4 separate regions of the Mus musculus genome follow, and regions 1, 3 and 4 are each linked to region 2. A link is a contact called in public Hi-C and promoter capture Hi-C data. All regions are on one chromosome and are shown on one strand. The core of a region is the stretch at or near the end of the contact, and the rest is flanking DNA. Distances in the headings are between cores, read along the strand shown. Region 1 has its middle 7.5 kb from the start of Mirlet7a-1. Region 2 holds the start of Iars (isoleucine-tRNA synthetase). Region 3 holds the start of Cks2 (CDC28 protein kinase regulatory subunit 2). Region 4 holds the start of Ptpdc1 (protein tyrosine phosphatase domain containing 1).

Evidence for each region. Promoter capture Hi-C pulls out the DNA fragments that hold promoters and counts their contacts. A called contact is a pair of places that touch in the nucleus more often than the background predicts. Capture Hi-C pulls out chosen DNA fragments and counts their contacts.
Region 1: a contact with region 2 is called in a Hi-C map of B cells, with 6 read pairs. The contact joins the enhancer-like site here to the promoter of Iars in region 2. A contact is called at or near these places in 1 of 39 promoter capture datasets (pre-B cells), 1 of 484 Hi-C or Micro-C datasets (B cells) and 1 of 9 other capture datasets (adipose tissue).
Region 3: a contact with region 2 is called in a promoter capture Hi-C map of liver, with 3 times the contacts expected there. The contact joins the promoter of Cks2 here to the promoter of Iars in region 2. A contact is called at or near these places in 3 of 39 promoter capture datasets (cranial neural crest, hippocampal neurons and liver), 3 of 115 datasets of contacts at active chromatin or transcription factors (all in embryonic stem cells) and 1 of 9 other capture datasets (embryonic stem cells).
Region 4: a promoter capture Hi-C map of liver shows a contact between it and region 2, with 3 times the contacts expected there. The contact joins the promoter of Ptpdc1 here to the promoter of Iars in region 2. A contact is called at or near these places in 1 of 39 promoter capture datasets (pre-B cells) and 1 of 9 other capture datasets (liver).

Annotation. Positions count from the first base shown.
Region 1 is chr13:48,544,469-48,547,168 of GRCm38.p6, reverse strand. No RefSeq gene overlaps it. Among named protein-coding and RNA genes, the nearest start is that of Mirlet7a-1, 7.5 kb to the right of the region's middle. Within about 2 kb of position 1,253, at least 414 of the 459 cell types and tissues checked have an H3K27ac peak or open chromatin away from gene starts, as enhancers often do. A contact at or near this core is called in B cells, adipose tissue and pre-B cells, where this site is marked.
Region 2 is chr13:49,680,820-49,683,519 of GRCm38.p6, reverse strand. It overlaps Iars (isoleucine-tRNA synthetase), which reads right to left and starts at 1,390. Exons shown (of 34, transcript NM_172015.3): 1 at 1,317-1,390.
Region 3 is chr13:51,643,933-51,646,632 of GRCm38.p6, reverse strand. Cks2 (CDC28 protein kinase regulatory subunit 2) reads right to left here and starts at 1,401. Exons shown (of 3, transcript NM_025415.3): 1 at 1,162-1,401. The coding sequence starts at 1,220.
Region 4 is chr13:48,624,236-48,626,935 of GRCm38.p6, reverse strand. It overlaps Ptpdc1 (protein tyrosine phosphatase domain containing 1), which reads left to right and starts at 1,264. Exons shown (of 10, transcript NM_207232.2): 1 at 1,264-1,559.

The DNA.
Region 1 (2,700 bases), core at 4-2,503, 1.1 Mb after region 2:
AGTACCCCAACCCACCCACCAAAGAGCAGAGAGGTCTCCTAGTGCATGGAAAGTTCCAGTAAGAATGAAGAAATGCTTTTGCATTGATTTAAAAAAAAAGAATTCGTAAAGATTGCTTTGAAAAAGTTTTAGCACAAAAATTTCAATACATGGGAAAGAAAAAAAAAATAAAAGAGATAAAAGATACACCATAGGAGACCTAACTCCTTATGTGACAGATGGGTGAAGTGAGGTATGGAGTGGCCTTGGCGTCGAGCCCCGGAGCCCCCGAGAGGGAAGACTGAGTGAATCCAACATCTTGGGTACACGTGAAAACCGCCCCGAAAACTCTAGCACCTCCCGCCTCGCAGCCGGCAGAGCGGACGGAGGCCACGTGACACGACTTGTCCATCACCGCGGAGGGCGGGACTCAGAGGACGGTCCTCGCTATTCTCCCGGTCCTCCAGTAGGGAAAGAGGAGCCTGTCACGGTGGGCGGGCCAGACCCGCCTTCTCCGCGGCGGGGGCGGGCTCAGCCGTCACCCTCCAGTGGGGGTCCGGGTGAGCCCCGACCGGCTAAGGCGAGAGGGCGAGGCACACGTCCGTCAACAGCGTCCGCCAATAGGAATGCGCGCTGCCCGCAGCTCCCGCCCCCGCCTCGGATTCCCGGCGCGCGCGTAGCCTTCCCTCAGGCCGCCGAGGCGGCGCCCGCCCGCCCGCGCTTCCATCCGGGTTCTCGCGCGCTGCTCTCTCCCGGGCGCGGCGGTGGAGGGCCACGGTGGGGGGAAAGCCAGACCATTTCCCGTGGCGGCAGCGGGACGCCTTTATCCGCGAGCTTGAGGTGGGTACTGCGGGCGTGAAGGCGAGCGCGGGGACGTCGCCATTTTTCCCTCCTCCAGACTCAGCGGCGGCGGCAGCGGGCGACCAGGAGGGAAGACTTGGGGGCTGCCGCGCCGCACCCTGGGACCCGTGGGATGGCCTGGGCGCCTCGGGCAGGCGGGTGGCCCCGGGGCCGGTGGCCCACGGATGCCGTGGGCCTTGGGGCTCGGGCGGGGGAGGGGTGCCGCGTGGCCGCTGGCCTGCCCCAGCCCCCTCCGCTTCCCGCCCAGCTCCTCGGCGACCGGGCGGGGGAGGGGGGTCATTCTTCACATTCCTCACCTCGCCCCTCCCCCGCCGCTTCAATCAAACTTGCGGCGGACGGAAGTCCCGCCCTCTGGCTCGCGCCGGTTGGTCGGGGCTACCTCCCCGCTGTGGCGTGACTGGCTGCGGACGTAGCCGGGCCTCTATGACGTCACTTCCGCCGTCAGGTTTGTGGGCCGGGGAGACCTTGGCTTTGGTTGGGGGGGGTGGGATGGAGGAAGGTAGGAAGTGCGGGGGGCGGGGAGGGACGGGGCGGGGCGGGAAGGCGCTGGCAGGGAGGGAACGGAGAGCCAACGCTGGCTGCTTGCCCCTGCTCCGCTCGGCCAACTGCGGCCTGAGGGCCTGGAGCAGCTGCTGGGGCTGGAGGATCGCTGCGGCTGCCCGTCCTTGGCCAGGGGGAGGGGAGCGCGAGAGCGGGAGGAAACTGTATCCCAGGGGATGGGGTAGGAGATTTGCAGCTCGGTGGCACCGGAAACGAGACTGGCCTTTTGACTGGGGAGGCTGCAAACTCTTGGAAGCGGGTGGCCTCTCGGAGGCCGGCTAAGAAAACTTATCTCTCGGCGCGCTCTTTAGCGGAGGCAGGGTGGTAACCTTTATGCCCTTGGCCAGGACTGCCCTTCGGTGATCCCGCTTGTTAGTGCAGGGTCTGTGTCAGAAGTGATCGTCTGTGTTGTAGTTTTCAACTTTTTGTGTTAAAAGGATAATTATGAAAGGACAAGGGGGGGCGGAGAAAAACTTTAGAAACTTAGTTAAAATGGAAGACGATGACAGATTGCTTTTTTAACTGTTGAAAAATATTGGCAACCTGTTTTTGAAGTTTAAAACATTAGTGTTCTTGTTTTTGATTGCCTGATAATCTTGTGAAGAAAATTGAACAAGTAAACAATCTTTTTATAAGAAAAGTTAGTTTAGCCGGGCACGCCTTTAATCCCAGCACTTGGGAGGCAGAGGCAGGCGGATATCTGAGTTCTAGGCTAGCCTGGTCTACAAAGTGAGTATCAGGACAGCCAGGGCTACACAGAGAAACCCTGTCTCGAAAAAAGCCAAAAAAAGAAAAGTTAGTTTAATACAGATTTTTCAGCATTCTGGCCTTTCATTAGGTTCTGTCAGTTGAAGCAGTAATATTTGGGAAATTTGAAATTGTTAGTGTAACAAAAATACTAGTTGGAAATGTAAGAACTTTAATTAGAGAATAGAAATCTTCCAAATTAAGTCGGGTCTAAAAAGTGTTATCAAAATTGTGTAGATGGGGCGTGCATTTTACCCTATGGGTAATTTTATTGTAGAAATTGATAGTTTTGTAGACTTGAAGCAAGCTGTGCCCTCCCCCACTATAAATTGAAGTTGTGCTGATTTGAGACTTAGTAATTTTTCAAGCTGGAAAGGTAGAGGAATGCAAAACATGTGGCTATAAAGAAGGTGTTGGCACACAAGTTTAATCCCAGCACTCAGGAGGCAGAGGCAGGTGGATCTCAAGAGTTTTGAGGGCAGCCTGATCTACAGAGCAAGTTCCAGGACAGCCAGGACTGCACAGATAAAACCTGTTTCAAAAACAAACAAACAACAAAAAAAAGTACTTCAG
Region 2 (2,700 bases), core at 141-2,640:
ATGTACCATGTGTGTACTGTGTTCCACAAAAATGGCATTTCATTGTCACTCTGGGTGTCTCTTCAGAGGAACAAGTGACTAAGACATCATCATCATCAACAACAACAACAACAAAACACAAGCCAGTCAAACAGAAACGCCCCTCCACATCCACGGGGTACTGGATTCAGGATCTGTTGGAACACCCAAATACAAGGATGCTTAATTCTCTTATAAACATAGTATTAGCCTATAATTTACATGCATCTGCCGGTGTATTTTAACTAATCTTTACTTATCCTACCTAATACATTTAAATCCTAGATACACAATTGCTATACTATATTGCTTAGGAAATAATGACCAAGACATTACGTTTGTACACGTACAGTACATGTCACTACTACAGACCTAACCACATAGCATGAGCACTGGCTGGTTGAAAGCCCAGATGCAGAACTAGTAGTTAGAGAAGACCAACTCTATACTTTCTACCTATACACTGAGAAACAAAAGAGCAAGTCTCAGATACACTAGTTTGCATTCTGTGAGTTTCTCAATGATTTCGGCTTATTTCTCTAACACAGTAAAAAAGAGAACAAATTCATGAGGTTGAAAACGAAGTTATTCTCTCACATATTCATCACGCACACGTCCCAAGCCAAAATGACAACAACGACCCCCTCATCTTCTGTCCAGACAGGATAGATTTATATAAACCTTGGAGTATAATCTCTGCCCACCTTCAGTCCAAGCCTATAGGAGACCCGGATAAGTTATCTCTTCACACCTCCAAACCCCAATAGTTTGTTCTGTAGGGCCGCCAACAGTGAGCTTAAACTGCATTAGCAGATTCTGTGAGCCCAGGACAAGCGTGCAGCGCATAACCTACCTACCTTGGTACCGAGAGATAAGTACACGCGAATCCCAGCACAGTTGGGAGAAGCCCAGACTCCAGAAAGACTCCTAGGTTAGTTCTTTTAAAACACCTAACTTGGCAGTGACCTCAATCAGATTCCGATCTTCTCTCGGATACTATGTCACGCTGCATTCTCACAACTCCCTGCTCATAAGCCACCAAGGTCCCACTAAGTGAAGGGGGTACTTCTAAGGATCTCAGTCCTCCACCCAACGAGTCAGGCCAGAATCTGCGGGCAGCTCTGAGTTCTGCAATGTTACTCTCCCTCCACGAAAGCTCTCTGGAAATAGCTTTGTGCCCGCAGCTCACTCACAGTGAGAAGCAGCGTGCTCCTTTTTCACCGCCTCGTGCTGTCTGGAGGTTGTTACACGGGCGGGCCTCACTCTGCGGCCCAGAAGGACAAGAGGGTGCGGCTTACCTGGGAACCCGGAGAGCTCGCTCAGGTTGCAGCCTGCGACCACGTTCCGCGTCTGGAGGTGATGCAATACTGACAGTGCCAGGCTCAACCCCTCCGCGGCGCCCAATCAGCGTGTGCCATCCAACACCTACAAACAACACGTGTGGCGATTGGTCCGTGCATAACTGCAGAGCAGGATGGGAGCGTCCCTGCAAAGGAAGGAGAAGACGCTCCAGAGCCCTAACCCGGCAAGTCAGTGGCTACTCAATGTGGCAAAGTTTTTGCCTTCTAAGTCTTGGCCTATGAACGAGAGACACCCTTTCGTCCTGGGTCCATATGTCAGTACTCTCTCTCTCTCTCTTTTTTAAAAGGGTTTGTTTATTTGTACACAGTCTCCTGCCTGCATGTATTCGTTGTAAGCCAGAATGGTGAAAGCTTGGGGTTGAACTGGAGACCTCTGGAAGAGCAGCCAGTACTCCTAACCTCCGAGCCATCTCTCCAACCCCAGTATTCTTAAATATATGTCAATATATGTGAATATTATTAAATATATGTGAGTATATTTGAGATCTGGACATTTGACGCCATATAAAATTAGTTTAGACTCAGGGTCTCTTGTATCTCCTGCTGGCTCCGGAACTCCTAAGCAGCTAAGGAATGACCTTGAACTGCAGAACTTTCTGCCTCCACAATGGGAGTTACAGAAATGTTCCATCACGCCTGTTTTTATATGGTGCGGTGGATAAGCCGGCCATTTGTGCACCATAGCCACACACTGCCAACTGAGTTAGATTCCCAGCTGTGATGGCATCTAAAATTTATGCTACATATGAAACTTCTGACAAGTGACTCCCACAATTATTTTGGGAACAGTACATATTAACCTGGAGACTACTAACCATGTGGTAAATGGCAAGAGAAGGGAAGAGGGTCTGACAATAATCTGAACCCTTTATTGAATGTCATTGCAATGGTTCTTTTCATTTCAAAATTTTGCTTATGTATCATTACATATCTACTTAGTACCCTTCGGATCCGGCCTAGAACAAATGAGAACGTTGACACCAGTCTGTGAAAGTAAGTTTTGGCCTTGATAAATTGACAGCGTTAATTAGGTAAATAAGTGCCTATTTTATTAATGACAGAAAAACAAAAACAAAAAAACGGATTTGGCCTAAATGAAGTAGAAATCTCGGCGAGTTTTAGAACATTTTGATAACTGTTGAGTGTTTTATTCAACAGTTCTAGGCCCTATGGTGTCGAAAATTAGATGCAGTGTTTGCCTGTGCTTCTTGCTTTCTTAATTATGAGTATCCTTATTAACCAGAAATATTTGGAGTTTTTAAGCTTTGCATTCTTTAAATTGCCAATTGGTTCACCTCATGTTTATCCTCTGATCAGCGTG
Region 3 (2,700 bases), core at 152-2,651, 2.0 Mb before region 2:
ACAACTTATATACTCCAAGTTTAGAAACTAAAACTATCTCACTTTGACAACTAAAGAAATGTATATAAACCCATATGCTAAACATTTCCATCCAAATAATTATTTGCCTAATTTAGAAAGACAGTACAATTACTTTCGGTCATTTTTGGATATTTCCAAACCAAGTTCTGAGTTACTATAACGACCAAATATTAAGCCAATTATCACATGGTTACCATTGTGAAGTTTGTAATTACTATGTAAAGACTGTTATGTATTTAAATTTTTTAGTAAGGGGGAAAAAAAAAACCCATGAGACTTCCCTACTTAAGAACATTCAAGTTTATAGCATTAGTGCATCGTCAAACAGCCTGGAAAAAGTTTTCTGGCTGTGAAGACTTCTACACTAGCGGACTGAGAGAATGGGGGGTGGGGCGGTGAAGCCACTCTTTTAAAAAGTGTCTCATCCCTCAAACAGCATTCTGGACACTAACCTAAAAGGGCAGCAAACAGAAAACAAGGTCACTATTTGCCCAAGGGAGGAACAGGTTTTACCCACCTGGAGTCCTTGACTGTGTCCCAGAATGCAACGCTCTAATCCCAACCCAGAAGAACCCAGCGACGGAAAGGCCTTTGAAACCACACCCCAAGTCATAAGGGATACAATAAAGTTAACTACAATCCTCCCTTACTTTCCACAATCCCATTTGCTAATTATATTAACGTAGGTACTACCTTCCTGCGCATCTCAGGATTTAAAACTCAAAACTTCCTCAAAAGCCCCAAACGTGGCCAATATGGACTAGCAGTTGAAGGTAACGTAGCCACCACCACCCCAATCCTTCCGAAGGCAATCTCGAGTTTTCAATTTGATCTTGAAGCCCTTTAACAACGCCCCGTGTTACAGCGTCTGGAGCCGTTACCCATCAGACACTCGATAATGCCCGTCGGGTGCGTTTCCGGGGACTTCCCCTCCCGGCCAGTCCGGGCCAGTGCGGTTTGCGGTCGTGAACTCCCAGACTAGGCGCTGCCCACCCATCTAACGACTCCCCATCTCCTGCGATCCCCGCAACACTACACAAAGCAAGGCTGCCCGGACGGACGGAGGCCTCTAAGGGGGTCCGAGTCCCGACCACCAGGTCTGACCTCCCAGCGCGGCCCTCCTCCGCAGGCGCTCCTCACCGGTACTCGTAGTGCTCATCGAAGTACTTGTCTGAGTAGTAGATCTGCTTGTGGGCCATCCTGCCGGCGCGCAGAGGAGTAAGCGGGATCAGGAAACCGGGCGCAAGGGGCTCTACGTCCGCCTAGGGCCGACGCAACGACTCGAATGAGGCCAACGACCGCAGGCCCAACGCTCTGGATTTGAATCCGACAGCCCTCCGCCGATTGGGCGAAGCCACCAACCAATCACGCTCCGCGCAGACCTCGAGGACAGGTAACCAATCAGAAGCCTGTTGCAAGATTGCGAGGGCGGGAGTAAGGATTGGCTAACGATTCAGCGAGGAGCGCCCGGCGACCCCAAGAGATATTGAGAAGGGCGGAGCCGAGTCGTTAAGTGCCTCGCAGCGCGTGCGCAGTGGTTTAGAACGTGCCTGGGGGCAGAACCGTTGGGTGGTGGGCGGACACGAGATGAGGTATCCGGGGCTCTGGGGGCCGGAGCGGCACGAGACGCCTGGGGGGCGGTCTCTGTGGTCAGGGAAGTCCAGCTGCGGAGCGTTCCAGAGGGTAAGGTGCCCTCCGCTGCCCCTGATGGCAACGCTAATTACGCTTGGCTGCGAGCTAGTCCCATCTTAAAAAGATGTGCTCATGTAAAAGGAAGTTGAAAGGGTGTTAAGTCGTGGTTTCGTGCAGCAAGTTACATATAACAACCATTTTCTACAATGAGCAGGTGTCATTTTTCTTTTAATATTTTTGCGATTTGTTGCAGTGGATGAATTGCTCTGGTGTGGCTGTTAGGATAACAAAGTAACCCACGGCAGCTGGGCGTACTGGCCCACACCTTTAATCCCTGTACTCCAATGCCAGGTCAACACCCCTCCCTCCTCCTTTTTTTTTTTTAGTTTGGTTTGGTTTTTGTTTTTTCGGAGACTGGCTTTTCCTGTGTAGCTCTGGCTGTCCTGGAACTCACTCTGTAAACCAGGCTGGCCTCGAACTCAGAAATCCATTTGCCTCTGCCTCCCAAATGCTGGGATTAAAGGCGTGCGCCACCACCGCCCGGCTGTTTTTTGTTTTGTTTTGTTTTGTTTTGTTTTTGAGACAGAGTTTCTCTGTGTAGCCCTGGCTATCCTGGAACTCGCTCTGTACACCAAGCTGGCCTCAAACTCAGCGATCCTCCTGCCCCTGCCTCCCCAGTGCTGGGATTAAAAGTGGATGCCCCATCACCGTCCAGCTTCAGCCTAATATCTTTAACAGATGGTAGGATAGCAAAGTGTGATCCTGTCTAAAATAATAAAAACGGAAGTCAGCATGTAACTACAATTTTATTTTTTTATAGAGTTGGGTAATCAGGTGCCTGCAATCTTTTAACGACAGGTTTCCCGACTTCACTTGGCCCTCAGTTAAAGAGAACACAAGATCGTCTGACTTCTTGCACAACTTTAAAGTTATTTTTAGCACTAAAATAATAAAGGTGCTAATTGCCTACCGATATTATCACGTGAGACAACAGGTGGGATTAAAATTTCAACATGTAAATAGGAGGATGTAAGCATACACTCTATA
Region 4 (2,700 bases), core at 15-2,514, 1.1 Mb after region 2:
CTACATGAGGTCATGTTACTGAGTATGTAAGATCTATAATATGATTAAGTTGATGGGTAGGCTTCTAGTAAGATCTTTATTAAAATATTAAATAAGGACATGGTGGATGGTGCTCTGTCTACGATTTTGATCCATGACACAAATTGAAAGGAAACCTGATTTTTTAAGGGTGACATGGCAGAATGTCTGGATCCCTGGGTACAGCTTTAATGAGAAGAAATGCCTGTGAGTTTAGATCAGGATTCTGGAACCTGGAGTTTCTGTTACAAGAGGGCAGAGACCAGTCAGGTCTCTTAATGACAGGGTCCCTGTTCCTGTCCAGACCTGGAGTCACAAGAGGCTAAGATGCTGGCAAGGCTTTGACAAAGAAAGTCTAAGGATTGCAGGAGAACAGAAGGAAGAGACTCTGGTGTTATGGAAAACTGACCAAAGAAGAACCAAACACCACTCTGAGAGTTGGAGAATTCAGATTTATTAGGCTAGCCTACTCCACTGTGGAGAGACATAGTATTTATGGGTTTTTAGCTTTGGTCATCCAACTGCTACAGCACTGGTGTCTTTAAATTACTGCCTTAGTGAACATTTGCTGATGGTCTGTTTCAGAACAACCGAGGGGAAATTTCTACTTGAGTTAAAGTATGCTTACAGAACAAGTGGCAGTTGGGACTTTCGTTAGCAACACGGATCGTTGCTAACAGGTACAGTGGTTTCACCAGATACCTACAGGACCCATACTTATGACAGCACTTGGTCTTCATTTTCCCCCCTCTACATAATTCAACTTTCCCCTACTAGACCAACTCCAGAAATTCATATTTAAACTGTCATAGTGCAAGACAATATTGACTATTAAATATAATAGTTCAAGAATATTAGGGGGGAAATGAAGACATTCGATGCATAATATGGGCTTTTCTTCTTCTTTGGGCGCTGAGACGGAACACGTGGTTCCGTGAGCGAAGCTCCAGAGCAGTCCTCGCTCCTCCTGCGACTCTGCACCGGGGCTCGTGGGGAGTCGGTGCCCCCCACCCCCACCCCCATGCTGCAGGCTGGCAGCCGCGCCCTCTCATGGCCCTGAGGGTCCTCCGGGCTTTCCGCGCACACGCCGTCGGCTCAGCCCGCGACCACTCAAGCCCCAGCTCGGCTTCCCAGCGGCTCCCACATGTTCGAAAACCTTAGAAGCTGTCCGCCGCGTCACGGGCCGCCTCGAGTCTCCATTGGCTGGCGCGTATCACGTGCACCGAGCGGCTCCGGCTATTGGCTGTTGGGTCGGGCGCGCGCAAGGCCGCGGCGGCGACAGGGCGTCCTCGGCGGCCGGGCTGTGGAGTGGCCCGTGCGCGCGCCCGAGGGAGACGTTGTGTAGCGCGCCTGGCGGGGAGTCTCCCTGCTCAGAGGCGCGGCGGGAGGCCGGGCCTGCGGGCAGGCCAGCGCCGCGGAACCCGCCCGAGCAGCGCCCGGGGCCGGCCGGTCCTCTCCGCCCGCGCCTCCCGGCCCTAGACGTGAGACACCGACCCGTCGGCTCCAGGGCTCCGAAGCCGGAGAGCGAAGCGCGCCAAGAGGTTCGGAGTCCGCAGCCAGTTAGGCGCCCGCCGAGCGGTCCCCAGACGGTTGTCCTTACGCGGCGGGTTATCCAGGGAGGCGTTATTTGGAGGCGCATCCCTAGAGGCGGGGCGGGGGACCAGGGCCACCGGGCGCCCCTCTGTCTTGCTCAAGTGCTGCGACACTCGGATTTCTCGGGAGCAGTTGGAGGCTTGCTTGGGTGTTTTAGTTGAAATCTCTTGATTAGAAATATTGACAACTAGTTCTTCATTACAAATAAAGCAGACAAGACAGCCACAAGCAGGTATCAGGCTACCACTTTGGGATCCCTAATTCGGACCTCTTTCTGTCAGTAAACGAGTCACGTGACCTTGACCAAGTCACTTTTTCTCCTGACATGCATTCTCAACGTTGATAATGATGATGATGATGTCGATGTCCCTGCTCTGGGGTGTGTGTGTTTTCTTATATAATAAAGGGTTTGTGGCCTTTCAGAGGACCACACCATAGATACACCCTACCTGTGGTATTAAATTTTAATGGAAAAGAAAATTTAGTAAACAAAGGCCCAGGGAGGAGGGGGGTGGAGCTTGAGAAACAGTGCTTTAGGGAAATAGCTGATCAAATTATTCCAGCAAGGGTTGTCTATGCTAAAAACTGAACACAAGCTATCATTCATTGACTGCGAGCTGAAGGAGCCTGAGAAGCTGTTATCATGGCGGGCACTATTAACCTGTGTGAACATGTATATATCCACCTCCACCTCACCCTCCACCCCCACCCTGCACAGCATAAGCTTTCTTGAGTTTAACAACAAAGTGTCATTCCAGGTTGTTGTTTTGTTTTTGTCTTTCCCTCAGAAAGGAAGGCTTGGGTGATTTGCCACAATCAGAGCTGTTAGTGGAAAGAAATAAAATGTAAACACGCATGTATGACCTCAAACCACTCACTCATCACCATGTGGTTTCTTCCTGTTCAGTTGTAGCGAAACTTCTCGCTACCCAGGAATCCCACCTGTGGCTTTTTAAAAAGTGTGGATACCCAGGTCTTAGAGACAAACTGGGACCAGCATGAAATTTGCTTAAGACCTCATAGACGATTCCCATTTGGAAGTCCGTAGTCCGTCTTAGCAATAACTAATTGCTAACCGGATACCGGTGC